4 separate regions of the Mus musculus genome follow, and all the other regions are linked to region 1. A link is a contact called in public promoter capture Hi-C data. All regions are on one chromosome and are shown on one strand. The core of a region is the stretch at or near the end of the contact, and the rest is flanking DNA. Distances in the headings are between cores, read along the strand shown.

Region 1 (2,861 bases), core at 115-2,614:
ATCTCAGCATATGACTGTATGTGGTCAGAGGTCTTTCTAAAAGTAACTAAATTTAAATCATACTATTAAGGTTGTCTATAACCACTACGATGACAATGATGGTGATGATGACGATGACCACGAAGATGAGGAGGAAGAGGAGGATGAAACATTTAAGGGAGGACAATGGGGAGACACAGGCAAAACGTGCCATATGCAAGCCAAGACAGGCCTCGGAAAAGGTCAACCAACTTTTTTTTTTTTTTTGAGAAAATGTATTTGCATTATTGAACACAGTGTGTGGTAAGTTATTATAACAAGCCTGGCAAACTAATATAGGATCGGACCATGCACATTTGCTAAACTGCAGAAATAAAATATTACCACTTAAGCTAGAATTCCATAGATTCTTTAATGTACCAACATGGCTGACCCCTTATTGCAAACAGTGGAGACATGGAGAATATGGGTGGGTGGGTAGGAGGGAAATGGGGGAGGGATACCACCCATAGGCTCCCAATCCAGTCCTATCCCCAAGGCTAAACAGAGAGAGACCAGTTTAGTATTAGAATGGCAGAAGAGATATGGAAGTGACAGAAATCATTTGCTCTGCTGTGGAATGACAATGTTTGCAGTTAGAGTAAAAAGCATTAGAGAACCCCTTGAGGACAGAAATGACAAGAAGACCCCCGCGGGACTTGACGAGGAGGTGGATGAGGACATCCTATGAGAAGCGTCAGAAGTGAGGGCAGAGATGCACAGATCTTGGCCAGGAATTTAACTTTTAAAAGAGATGGGAAAACCATGGAAAATCGAATTTGGAGTAGGCTTTGCCTGACCCAACTGCTGTCTTAAGTTGGCTGTGCCAGCTGGGGCGTAGCGAGGATGGAGATCTAGACCTAACGCCTGAGGCAGGATTCTGTTACTCAAGGGCTGGCCAGGAGCGGAAATGAGGTAATGGTGGAGGCATCAGAAAGTTCCAAAATCCAACCCTTGGATGCCTCTAGATGTCTGGAGAGTGGAGACAGGAAATCATCCAGTAAACACAGAATCAAGGAGCTGAGGGTCACCAAATGCAAGCCTTGCCGCCTTGGTGATTTCTTTCTGGTTTTTAAACGAAGGGTGGATTTCTTTGCCTTCCCTGAGAATTCAGTTCAAGCTGGATTTCACTAGTTCTTTCTATCCCAACAAAAGATCTCCATCTTTACCCTCCTCCTTGCACCTTTGCAAACCCAGGGGGAGTATGGACAGAGTCTAAGCACTATCTTAAGGTCATGCAGGCATGGACACACCCAGGAGCCCCTTTCCCGACGAGCTGGCTGACCAAGCAAGCTACCCCGTAGGAATGTGGGCACCGATGGGGACCCTGGCTCTACTTGGATCCCTGGCCGCTGGGGCCTTTTCGACGCGCCTAAGTCCAGTCCAGGCGAGGCCAGGGCCCGGGAGGCGGGCCGAGGGGGCGGGCGGAGGCGGGGAGCAGCAGGCCGACTCCGGGAAGAAAAGAACATGGCTCCTGCGGCAGAGGGCGGCGGCACTCCCGGGCGCGCTGGGCGCCAGTGAGCGCCATGGTTAACTCCAGACGCGTGCAGCCGCAGCCGCCCGGGGACGCGGGACGCTCGCCCGCGCCGCGAGCGTCCGGACCCGGGCGCCTGGTGGCGGGAGGCGCCGGCCTAGCTGTCCCCGGCGGCCTCGGGGAGCAGCGGGGCCTGGAGATCGAGATGGAGCGCATCCGGCAGGCGGCCGCTCGGGATCCCCCGGCCGGAGCCTCGGCCTCGCCGTCTCCTCCGCTTTCGTCCTGCTCCAGGCAAGCGTGGAGCCGCGACAACCCGGGCTTTGAGGCAGAGGAGGATGACGACGACGACGAGGTGGAAGGAGAAGAAGGAGGGATGGTGGTAGAGATGGATGTGGAGTGGCGCCCGGGCAGTCGGAGGTCGGCCTCCTCCTCGGCCGTGAGCTCGGTGGGCGCCCGCGGCCGAGGGCTCGGGAGCTACCGCGGCGCGGCTCACCTGAGCGGGAGGCGGCGCCGGCTAGAGGACCAGGGCGCGCAGTGTCCCAGCCCCGCGGGCGGCGGGGACCCGCTGCATCGCCACCTCCCGCTGGAGGGCCAGCCACCCCGAGTGGCCTGGGCAGAGAGGCTGGTGCGAGGGCTGCGAGGTAAGATCCGGACTCTTGGCGTCCAGTGCACGCTTGACAACTGCCTGCGCGCGGGCTCGAACCCCTGTCCTACAAGGGTGGCTGTCTGCTGCGGCTCCACCTCGCATCCTCTGCGTTCCCGCCTCCTTCCAGAGCGCCTTCCCTAACTCCTCTAATTCGGCGCGATTTCCGGTACCCATCACCGAATTTTACTGCGTTCTTGTTGGTGCAAATTCATTGGACGCCTCCCTTCCTCCCTTCCTCTCTCCTTAAGATGCTAGCACATTTTGGAAAACAAAAGCAAGCCGTTAATACCTGGGCTTTTGGAGGACGAAAAGTGAATATTCTAGTACAACTGACAATAGTTGGAACTTTATGCTTGCTAAATGTCACAAATGAGGAACAAGTTTATTCCAGAGCCCAAGCTTTTCCTTTGGTGGCGATGTGTCATGTCCCTTCAGCCATTCTAGTAGGGACCTACAATGTTATCCAAGTTTTGAGACAAATGCCTTTAAACAGGTCATTGTCTGAAGGTTTGGTTGAGAGAGAGGTTGTTGACAGAAATGTGTAGAAACACATTTTTGATCATTTCCAATTCTAGACATTTCTTAAACAGTTGCAAACAAAATTATTATACCTCGCCCGTGTCCCCCCCCCCCCCCCCCCGTGTGTGTGTGTGTGTGTGTGTGTGTGTGTGTGTGTGTGTGTGTGTTTAAAGACTGGAAGCAAGGTCCTTTGCCATTCCAACA
Region 2 (2,861 bases), core at 214-2,713, 480 kb before region 1:
TGAGCCACTGTATCCGGTACATGACAGCAGCGGTTTGTGGTTTCCTTGTAGTGCTGAGGCTCACACCCAGCCACAACTGGATCTAATATCTAGTTTGTATATTCTAGATAATTGTTGTACCGCTGGGCTACATCCCCAGTCCAGTTCTTCAAAGATTACAATCCCAGAGACAGTTTGTTGTGGCACATCTTTTTCACGACCTTTTGGGAATGTGCATGTTTAGGAGAAAGTGACACAGGACGTCAACACTTTCAGACTTAAGGTAGTTAAGAGCATTTATAAATAAACAGAGATCAACAACCTCTTAAATGTACTAGTGAAAGCCAGGCACTGGTGTAGACATTTCCATATGTGATGCTGCGTGCACCAGGCCATGCTAAGCACTTAAGTATTATTCTTTACCCTTCTTGCTCAGGACCCGGCAAGTATTTTTTCTTCTTCTGCAAAAGGTCAGATGTAAGTATTTTAGGATTGCTGGAGTGTGAGTGGAAGTACCATGGGTTTCTGCTGTTAGTTCTTCATGTGGTTTTGTTTGTTTGTTTTGAGAATCAATCCCTCAAATGTGTAAAAACCTGAGCGGTTGCTCGGTGATAGAGTGCTTGCCTGGCACGTGCTAAGGTACTGTGGCTCAGTGGTAGGTACTAAGACCCAGCTTCAGTCTATCACAGAAAGGAACAAATGAATAACAGAATAAATGAAAATCTAAAAGTATAAAAGTCACCCCTAGCTGTAATAAACTGCATATTGGCCAATTTGGTTGCTGGCAATCATTACCTGTAGATTTTGTCTCCCTCTGAGATTTTATCCCAATGGTAGAGTTTTTTGTTTGTTTTTTGTTTTTTAAATTTGAAGTTGAGGTAAGTTATGTGGCTTGCCTAATTTCAGCAGCTGGGAAGCTCTCTGGCTCCTGCGTCTCTTGTTATCAAGTTGTACACCACAGTAGAACCAACCAACCAACCAACCAACCAGTCAAACAAAATGAAACCCCCCAGGCTTAGTTCTCCAGCTCGTTGGTTCCATCTTGTTCACCTGTCGCAGGGATCCAGAAAGGACCCAGGAGTTTATTAAAACTTTGAAAAAGGAAAACACAGAGAAAAGCCAGCACTAAGTTACGTCTCTAGAGAAACATATGCCTTGTTATTTTGTGACTTTAAAAGATTGTTAGAAACACCTATTATTACCTTATTGATATCCCATAGAACCAGTCTGCTTTTCTGCTTTGCAAATTCATATGCAGTCAGCCTGCCTATTCCGTGTCCGGCCCCCGTGATGAGAACGGTCTGCCCGGTCACAGATTTCCTTCTCCGGGGAATGAAGAACTTTACCAGTGACTCCAGGTAGGAGTAGATGATGACGCCCACCAGAAGGAGAAATTCCAGGATGAGGTTCATGGCTCTGTTCTCACAACAGACACCTCTGCTCAGAGCTCCACAGAGAGCCCTGTCAGGTATTATGGGCTGCTGCAGAAGAGGCAGACTTTGACTGTGTCCCCTGACGAATCAGATACACCTTTGGTTTTTGAAATGATGCCAGTCTCTAACACAAGCGCAGCATAGGTCAGGGAACCCAGTGGGATGTGCCCTTTGGACCTGGTTATCTGAAAAGCAGTTATGCACCATGTTTCGACATGAAACTTCACCTCTCAAAGCTATTCTGGAAGTATTGCATCAGCTAATGGTCTGTTATCATTTGAATGTGTGTGTGTGTGTGTGTGTGCATGCACGAACACAAGCAAGCACATGTGTGCATTCATGTTAAATCAGGGTTGGGGGAATTAGAAATAGAAACATTATATTAAAGAAACTTTAAGGGATTAGTGACATGGCTTAGCAGTCAAAGTGCTTGCCATGCAAGCCTTTTACCTGAATATGATCCCCAAATCCATAGTGGAAGGAGATAGCCAACTCTACACACACATACACACAGAGAGGGAGACACACACACATAGACACACACTCATGTACACACACAGACACAGACACACTTACATACAGATGCACACATACAAACATACATGCATAGATACATACACACACATACACACACGCATAGACACATATACATGACACATATACATGTACACACACAGACACACACATGCACACACATACACAAATGCACACACTCACATACACACAGACACACATGCACACACACACACATGCATATAAAGTAAAAATGAGGAAGCTAAAATATGGGTCAACAAAGCTTAGCTGTTGAACGCATGCATTCACAGTTATGATCTTCCTCTGAAACCCCTGAGGTGGAGGAGAATGTAGGTTATAGGAAACAGCCAGTTCTCGCCATAACACTGGGAAAATCACCAGACCAGATATCATACACGTCAACTTAAAAGTGCTGCCACTGTCTCAGCCTGGGCGGTGGTGACAAATACTGTGGGCTAGGTGGCTTATTACACAGTCCTAGTGTCTGTGTAACCTAAGCTGTATGTGTGTCAAGTGGGAACTGGCATCTTGGTTTGCAGACAGCTGTCATTTCATGGCCACTGCACCCCAAAGAATGAGGAGGAACTTCTCTGTGGTCAACTTTATAAAAACCATAGACAGCCATCGTGACGTAATCACCTCCCAAAGTTCCAACATTCTATATTAATAGGAGCTAGATTCCAGCATAAGAAATTAAGGGGACACATTCTGGATAGAGTAACTTCTAATAGTGGAAAAGGAGAGATCACCCTTGTCCATCAATGGATGGGTAAAATATCAGACATACATACGATGGGATAGTATTCTTCCTTTAAAGAAAGAAATTCAGATACATGCTACAACATGGTGATCCTCAGTTATAATATGCAAAAGGAAATAAGCCAGACACAAAACCTCCCACGTTCTGAATCTGTT
Region 3 (2,861 bases), core at 219-2,718, 460 kb before region 1:
AGCTCACGAGCCCTCCACCTTAACCAAAGAATTACAGGCAACTGAGGGCAGGAGAAACCACTTCCAAGTAGTTATCCAATACCAAATGGTCAGCCCTGAAACCAAGTAACATCATACAGGCTGAGCAGACTGTACTCATACATAGAACACACACACACACACACACACACACACACACACACACACACACACAACTACTTTAACAATTAAGGAAAAGGAGGCCACAAATTTGAAGGTGGGAGAATGTTACATGGTGAGGGTTTGGAGGGAAGGAAGCGAAAGGAGGACATGATATAATTACATTATAATATCAAAAGTAAAAGAAGATTAAGAAAGAAGCTACAAGTCATATTAAACCAAACAGAAGGCAAGACGACTGAGAAACAGTGAAGACTTAATTATAGGGAAGTGGACAGAGACCAGAAACAGCAGAGAAGCCATGAGTAAGTGGACAGAGACCAGAAACAGAAGAGAACCCAGGATTCTTTGAAAAGAACCACATCCTAGCATTCTAAGCTAGGATGGCCAAGGGAAATAGAATTCAGAACATGAAAACAGAGTACAGCAGGGGCAGTACTAGGACCTCACAGAATAACGACTCTGAGAGCACCGTGAACAGCCCTGGGACAGAGTCCACATGAGATACACAGACCTAAGGAATGGCAGCCACTGAAACTGCTTCACAAGGAAACTAAAAACTGGAGCAGGCCTTTAGTAAGAAATTAAATTGGCACTCAAGACTGCTCGTTTTAGACAGTCAGGGTCTGACTGTGTAGCCCAGGCTGGCCTAGAGCTTTCTATATAGACACATCTGAACTGGAAATTCTAGCTACCATGCCCAGCTTCCTTCCTTCCTTCCTTCCTTCCTTCCTTTCTTTCTTTCTTTCTTTCTTTCTTTCCTTCTTCTTCTTCTTCTTCTTCTTCTTTCTTCTTCTTCTTCTTCTTTCTTCTCCTTCTCCTTCTCCTCCTTCCTCCTTCTTCTCCTTCTCCTCCTCCTCCTCTTCCTTCCTTCTTCTTCTTCTTCTTCTTCTTCTTCTTCTTCTTCTTCTTCTTCTTCTTCTTCTTCTTCTTCTCCTTCTCCTTCCTTCTCCTTCCTTCTCCCTCTTCTTCTTCTTCTTCTTCTTCTTCTTCTTCTTCTTCTTCTTCTTCTTCTTCTTCTCCTTATTCTTCTTCTCCTTCTTCTTCTTCTTTCTTTTTAACGTTTAAAGGAGAACTGACAGAAATCTTTTAATAATTCTTTCAAGAACAGATGGCAAGGAAGCTTCCTGTTTTGTTTCATGTTGGGTCTCAGTATTTAAGCCCAAGCTGGTCTTTAATTTGTGATAATGAGCGTAATGTGCACTAAAATTAGAGGCATGAGTCACCACACTTGGCTTACTGCCTGCTACCTTGAACTGTTACCTAGCTAAGTTCTGGAAACCGTGAGGCCAACCAATCACAGGCGTGAATCTCCAAAACTGTGGACAAAAATAAACGTTTTCTCTGTGTATGTTGATTATCACCAGTATTTTGCCAGAGTGACAAAAAGATGACCAGCTGCAGAGTTGTTATATAAAGTAGAAGCAGAAGAAACTGGAAGACAGGGGCAGGCAGGAAGGGCAGAGGCTCATGTCATCTTTGCTTCATAGCGAGCTGAATTCAGCTTTGGCTGTATGAAATTAGAGGGAGAAGGAGAGAGAGGGAGGAGGGAGGGAGGAGGGAGAGAGAGAGAGAGAGAGAGAGAGAGAGAGAGAGAGAGAGAGAGGAAGAGAAAGAGTCAAAGAGACACTGAGAGGCAGAGGTAGAGACAGATTATCAAACCATGGCTGGAGGATCAAAGCTGGCATGCAGGATCAGATCAGAGAATAAAGGCAAACAGAAAGAACCGGGGACTGATTTTGGTATTTAGCAGGTGAATATTTTGAAATAACCCTATTGCTATCCAAGCTTATTTAATAAAAATAATTCTTAGTTCTCAAGAACTTAATCAGGGGGCATGACAATATTTAATTCCCATAAATTCAGACTACAGTGAACTCTTGCCTTTATGGAAACCTGGCTTCTTTGCAGTGTGTTACATGTGTAAACACAAGTGATAGACGACATATGAGTGCCCTTAGGGGTGGATTTAAGCACCAACGGTCATCTGGGACACATTTCAAATTCGTCCACTTAGAAGCCGTTCCAGTTTCTTCAGAGAGAAATCTGGCTCTGGGTAACTGGGTCTGAGATTCCTTTCTGCTACTCATGGGGAATAACTGTAAGCCTCAGACGACTCACCTATCGGATAGCTAGACAGCATCTACCCCAGTGCTCCAGATGTAAGAAAAAGACTGTTTGGTGATCAGCTGGGGCACACACTGCTAGTCTCTAATTATTTCTCCTCGGGATACCTGTGCTCCAGCAGAGGGCGCTCTTGCCTTGTCCAGCCATGTCCTGGGGCAATAGCTTTAAAATGTAGTACCAGGTTTTAACAAATGAAAGATCACCTGTTTTTTATTTTATTTTATTTTTTAAAAACGAATGCCAATATGCTATTTCAGCATCTAAATCCTGAGACAGAGAGGAAGCAGCAAGGGGTATTTTGGTATGGCTGCTCCCCAACTCCAGCCTGACCTGTCGTTTCTTCAGGGTTAAGTTAGGGCTTCATAGTTCATACAGACAGAGTTAAGAACTGGCTTTCTGAACAGATTGTCTTGCCTTTTGTTGTGTGTTTCTTCTGTTGTTGTTGGAGACAGATCTTACTTTGTTGCCTATGCTGGTGTGAAATTTAGCCTCCAGAGTGCTGGGATCATGGGTGGTGCTAGAAAACCTAGGTTTAGTCTTACTTTTATTTTCTAACAAAATTGTAGCTTAACATAGATTCTTTTGGGGTGAGGTCT
Region 4 (2,861 bases), core at 208-2,707, 390 kb before region 1:
CCCATTGAGCCACTGCCCAGCCCACTTAAATAGTTTCAGGACATCCTTAGAGAAGCACACCCTGTGTAGTTATATTGGTCTTCTGAATTGCTTTTATCGTGGTGTTAATTTTCTAACAGAGACACCATCTGTGGTAGCAAAACTCTTAATGATAAAAAAAATTGAAATGTCTAATTTACATATTCATTGGTGAAAGATGTTTTTTGGAGATTGTACTCACTGTGCGAGCCTTCTGATGTAGTAGTGAAGCTTATCTCTGTTGAGGTAGACAGTACATTCATTTACTGTGAGGATCTGAGACATTTTCATTTCCTCTCCCACCTCCCCTCAGCCTCTCCCATCTTAGGATTCTTTTGTTGTTGATGTTGAAATACTGGTGTGATCGGGCGACTGGCTTTGTGCTTTGGTGATCTGTGAATGCCAAGAAACTGAAGCCCTAAGGATCTTGTATTAAATAGAAGGTAGTTTCTTCCACATGGTGTGTGGAGGCCTGACAGAGGGGAGTCTTCATAGTGGTAAATAAAAAGTATGAGTAATATTCCAGAGCAGTGAAACTTATTACTAGGAAGGCTGGTGGGTGAAAACACACTTTTCCCCCTTAAAATTGGGTTTGGGCATTGCCTTGAGGTCAGACCATGGCTGTGTTTGGTAATTTTACAGTAGGCTTTCCTCAGTCTGCTGCTGTGAGTTGTCCAGTCGCCGGAAGCAAGCCCAAGGTAAATGTAAGTACCTGAGAGTTCACGACCTAAGGTTGTGCTGATGTCTACAATCTTAAACCTTGTGAAACCTGCCTTGTGAAAAGATACTTACTGTTAGAGATGCAGAGATTCTGATCTTAAAGGTCTGGGAACTGAATTCATAACACCATGCACTGTGATTGGCTTAAGGCATTGGGTTGATTTAGAGGAGTTATTCTCCCCCTTCCCTGACAATGGATGTCACCTTTATCAATAGAACCAGAAATAAAATCTTACCCCAAGGAAGCCCTAGAAAAATAAGGGGAAAAAAAAAGTTAAATACTAACCAGAGTTCACTTAGTGACTTTGTTGTTTATGAAAATAAGATTTACCTGCAGTTGGTTCAAAATAGAAGTGATTAACTGTAAAAGAAGAAAGGGGTAAGTAGTCTCGGTGGGTTTGCCTTCCAATTTATATTCATCCTAGCACATGTGTCAGCGGAAATGTTTTGTACGTGAATGTTTCATTGGAAATCATACTTGATGTGTACAAGATTGAAGATAATTCAAATTCCTTTGATTTATGGAACTACTTTCCTCTACCTTCTCACTGCATTTACTGCATTTGAAAGTGAGAAAGCTGAAGACCCCCCCCCCCCCCCCCCCCCCCCCCCCCCCCCCCCCCCCCCGTCCACTTTGAGTAAGCGGCACTCTGGTTGGAGATGGGAATGTCCTGTTGAATGGTTTCCTGCTGCAAAGCTATGAATGGGGCTTTGTCTTGCTGATTTGCTTACACAGCTGTTCCACTGGAGATGTGTTGCTCTGCAGCTTCCTGTAGAGCTCAGCAGCTTCTTCAAGAGATTGGATTGGACTAATGGTGATCCATTATCCCCGTTATGTACAAAGCTGCCTGCCCCAGAACACTAGGAATAGTGAAACCAACCTCTGCGTTCTTATGTATAAGCAACATTCTGAGTACTGAGTGTGGGGGAGGGTGAGAAAGGGGTGAGGAGGGGAGGAGGGAGGGATATGGAGAGGGAAGAGAAGAGCGATTAGCTCCCTAAGTATTGTTGGGATCCTCTAAGAAGGCCCCTGGCAACTTGAGTGAGTCAGATTCTCTGAAGCGAGCACACATTCAGAGGTCAGGCAGGTCATTGCTGTCCATGCTGGCGAACTGAGCAAAGCCACGAAGCTGGATCAAGTCTACAGGTAACATGAAGATCTAGTTTCCCAGCACAGGATGCTGGGTGCCCCTGCAGCTGGGCTCCAACTGGAAGACCCACTTGGTGACGTTATAATCACCAGTAATCAGTCACAGAGAGAGAGGCAGAGAGAAAGACCCAGAGAGAGAGGCAGAGAGGCAGAGAGACAGAGAGACAGAGAGGTAGAGGCAGAGACAGATATCTTAGAAATTGAGACCAGCCCGGTCTACATATTAAGTTCTAGGCTACCAAGGACTATAGAGAGCTTGTCTCAAAAACAAACAAGCAAACCTCCTTTGGGGTTTAGATTTGATAAGGTTTCACATATTACACGCTGTGCCAATTCCTTAGTATTGGAATCTACCTTCTCTTCCTAAAGCACTTTATTCTGTTCCTCTAGGTTTTCTGACCCCTCGCTTTTTCACTTAACTCGCATCAGTAATAATGACCTTGTCTTGTCACGTTAGAACTGAGTGAATGGAAAGAACTCTTCTCGTACACTGGCCTTTGTTTTGGCCTTTGGATTTACCAGGTGCCCTGCCTGTGGGTCAAGATGAACTGAATCCGTGCAGTGGTTTCCAGAATGAACTGGCTCAGTTATATGCTATTAGATGCTGTATTCTTAAAGACCCCATAGATGGACAGAGCAGAATATATTTACCTCCAGAAGCTGATTAGGTGTCAGAACCTTGAATAAAAGAAAGAGAACAAACCAAGAGTTACAATTTAGCGGTTCAACTTAGAGTTACAACTTTGAATTAGCCTGGTAAATGGAAACATAGTTTTTTTTTTTTTTTGTTTTGTTTTGTTTTAATTAGGTCTTTTCCTCATTTACATTTTCAATGCTATCCCAAAGGTCCCCCATACCCACCCACCCCCCAGCCCCCTACCCACCCACTCCCCCTTTTTGGCCCTGGCGTTCCCCTGTACTGGGGCATATAAAGTTTGCAAGTCCAATGGGCCGGAAACATAGTTTTAAGACC

What was found. Promoter capture Hi-C pulls out the DNA fragments that hold promoters and counts their contacts.
Region 2: a promoter capture Hi-C map of neutrophils shows a contact between it and region 1. The contact joins the promoter of Hsd17b13 here to the promoter of Pkd2 in region 1. A contact is called at or near these places in 9 of 39 promoter capture datasets (the 3T3-L1 cell line, cranial neural crest, hippocampal neurons and 6 more) and 2 of 115 datasets of contacts at active chromatin or transcription factors (embryonic limb bud and stem cell-derived neural progenitor cells).
Region 3: a promoter capture Hi-C map of the 3T3-L1 cell line shows a contact between it and region 1, with 8 times the contacts expected there. The contact joins the enhancer-like site here to the promoter of Pkd2 in region 1. A contact is called at or near these places in 15 of 39 promoter capture datasets (the 3T3-L1 cell line, 3T3-L1-derived adipocytes, the HPC-7 cell line and 11 more), 26 of 484 Hi-C or Micro-C datasets (the 3T3-L1 cell line, 3T3-L1-derived adipocytes, B cells and 20 more), 7 of 115 datasets of contacts at active chromatin or transcription factors (the NIH/3T3 cell line, astrocytes, embryonic forebrain and 1 more) and 1 of 9 other capture datasets (embryonic stem cells).
Region 4: a promoter capture Hi-C map of trophoblast stem cells shows a contact between it and region 1, with 5 times the contacts expected there. The contact joins the enhancer-like site here to the promoter of Pkd2 in region 1. A contact is called at or near these places in 13 of 39 promoter capture datasets (3T3-L1-derived adipocytes, the HPC-7 cell line, the SN4741 cell line and 9 more), 1 of 15 datasets of contacts at CTCF or cohesin (the NIH/3T3 cell line), 8 of 484 Hi-C or Micro-C datasets (Sertoli cells, adipose-derived mesenchymal stem cells, bone marrow-derived macrophages and 4 more), 11 of 115 datasets of contacts at active chromatin or transcription factors (the NIH/3T3 cell line, SST interneurons, bone marrow-derived macrophages and 4 more) and 1 of 9 other capture datasets (embryonic stem cells).

The regions. Positions count from the first base shown.
Region 1 is chr5:104,458,093-104,460,953 of GRCm38.p6, forward strand. It overlaps Pkd2 (polycystin 2, transient receptor potential cation channel), which reads left to right and starts at 1,365. Exons shown (of 15, transcript NM_008861.3): 1 at 1,365-2,133. The coding sequence starts at 1,545.
Region 2 is chr5:103,975,925-103,978,785 of GRCm38.p6, forward strand. It overlaps Hsd17b13 (hydroxysteroid (17-beta) dehydrogenase 13), which reads right to left and starts at 1,464. Exons shown (of 7, transcript NM_001163486.1): 1 at 1,182-1,464. The coding sequence starts at 1,391.
Region 3 is chr5:103,997,578-104,000,438 of GRCm38.p6, forward strand. The region is part of intron 5 of Hsd17b11 (hydroxysteroid (17-beta) dehydrogenase 11); the gene reads right to left. Among named protein-coding and RNA genes, the nearest start is that of Hsd17b13, 22 kb to the left of the region's middle. Within about 2 kb of position 1,469, at least 16 of the 459 cell types and tissues checked have an H3K27ac peak or open chromatin away from gene starts, as enhancers often do. A contact at or near this core is called in liver, where this site is marked.
Region 4 is chr5:104,070,999-104,073,859 of GRCm38.p6, forward strand. Gm17660 (predicted gene, 17660) reads right to left here. Exons shown (of 10, transcript NM_001163772.1): 6 at 2,540-2,566; 7 at 1,070-1,099; 8 at 975-986; 9 at 221-256. The coding sequence ends at 251. Among named protein-coding and RNA genes, the nearest start is that of Gm17660, 5.2 kb to the right of the region's middle. Within about 2 kb of position 1,458, at least 68 of the 459 cell types and tissues checked have an H3K27ac peak or open chromatin away from gene starts, as enhancers often do. A contact at or near this core is called in Sertoli cells, epiblast stem cells, second pharyngeal arch cranial neural crest and 2 more, where this site is marked.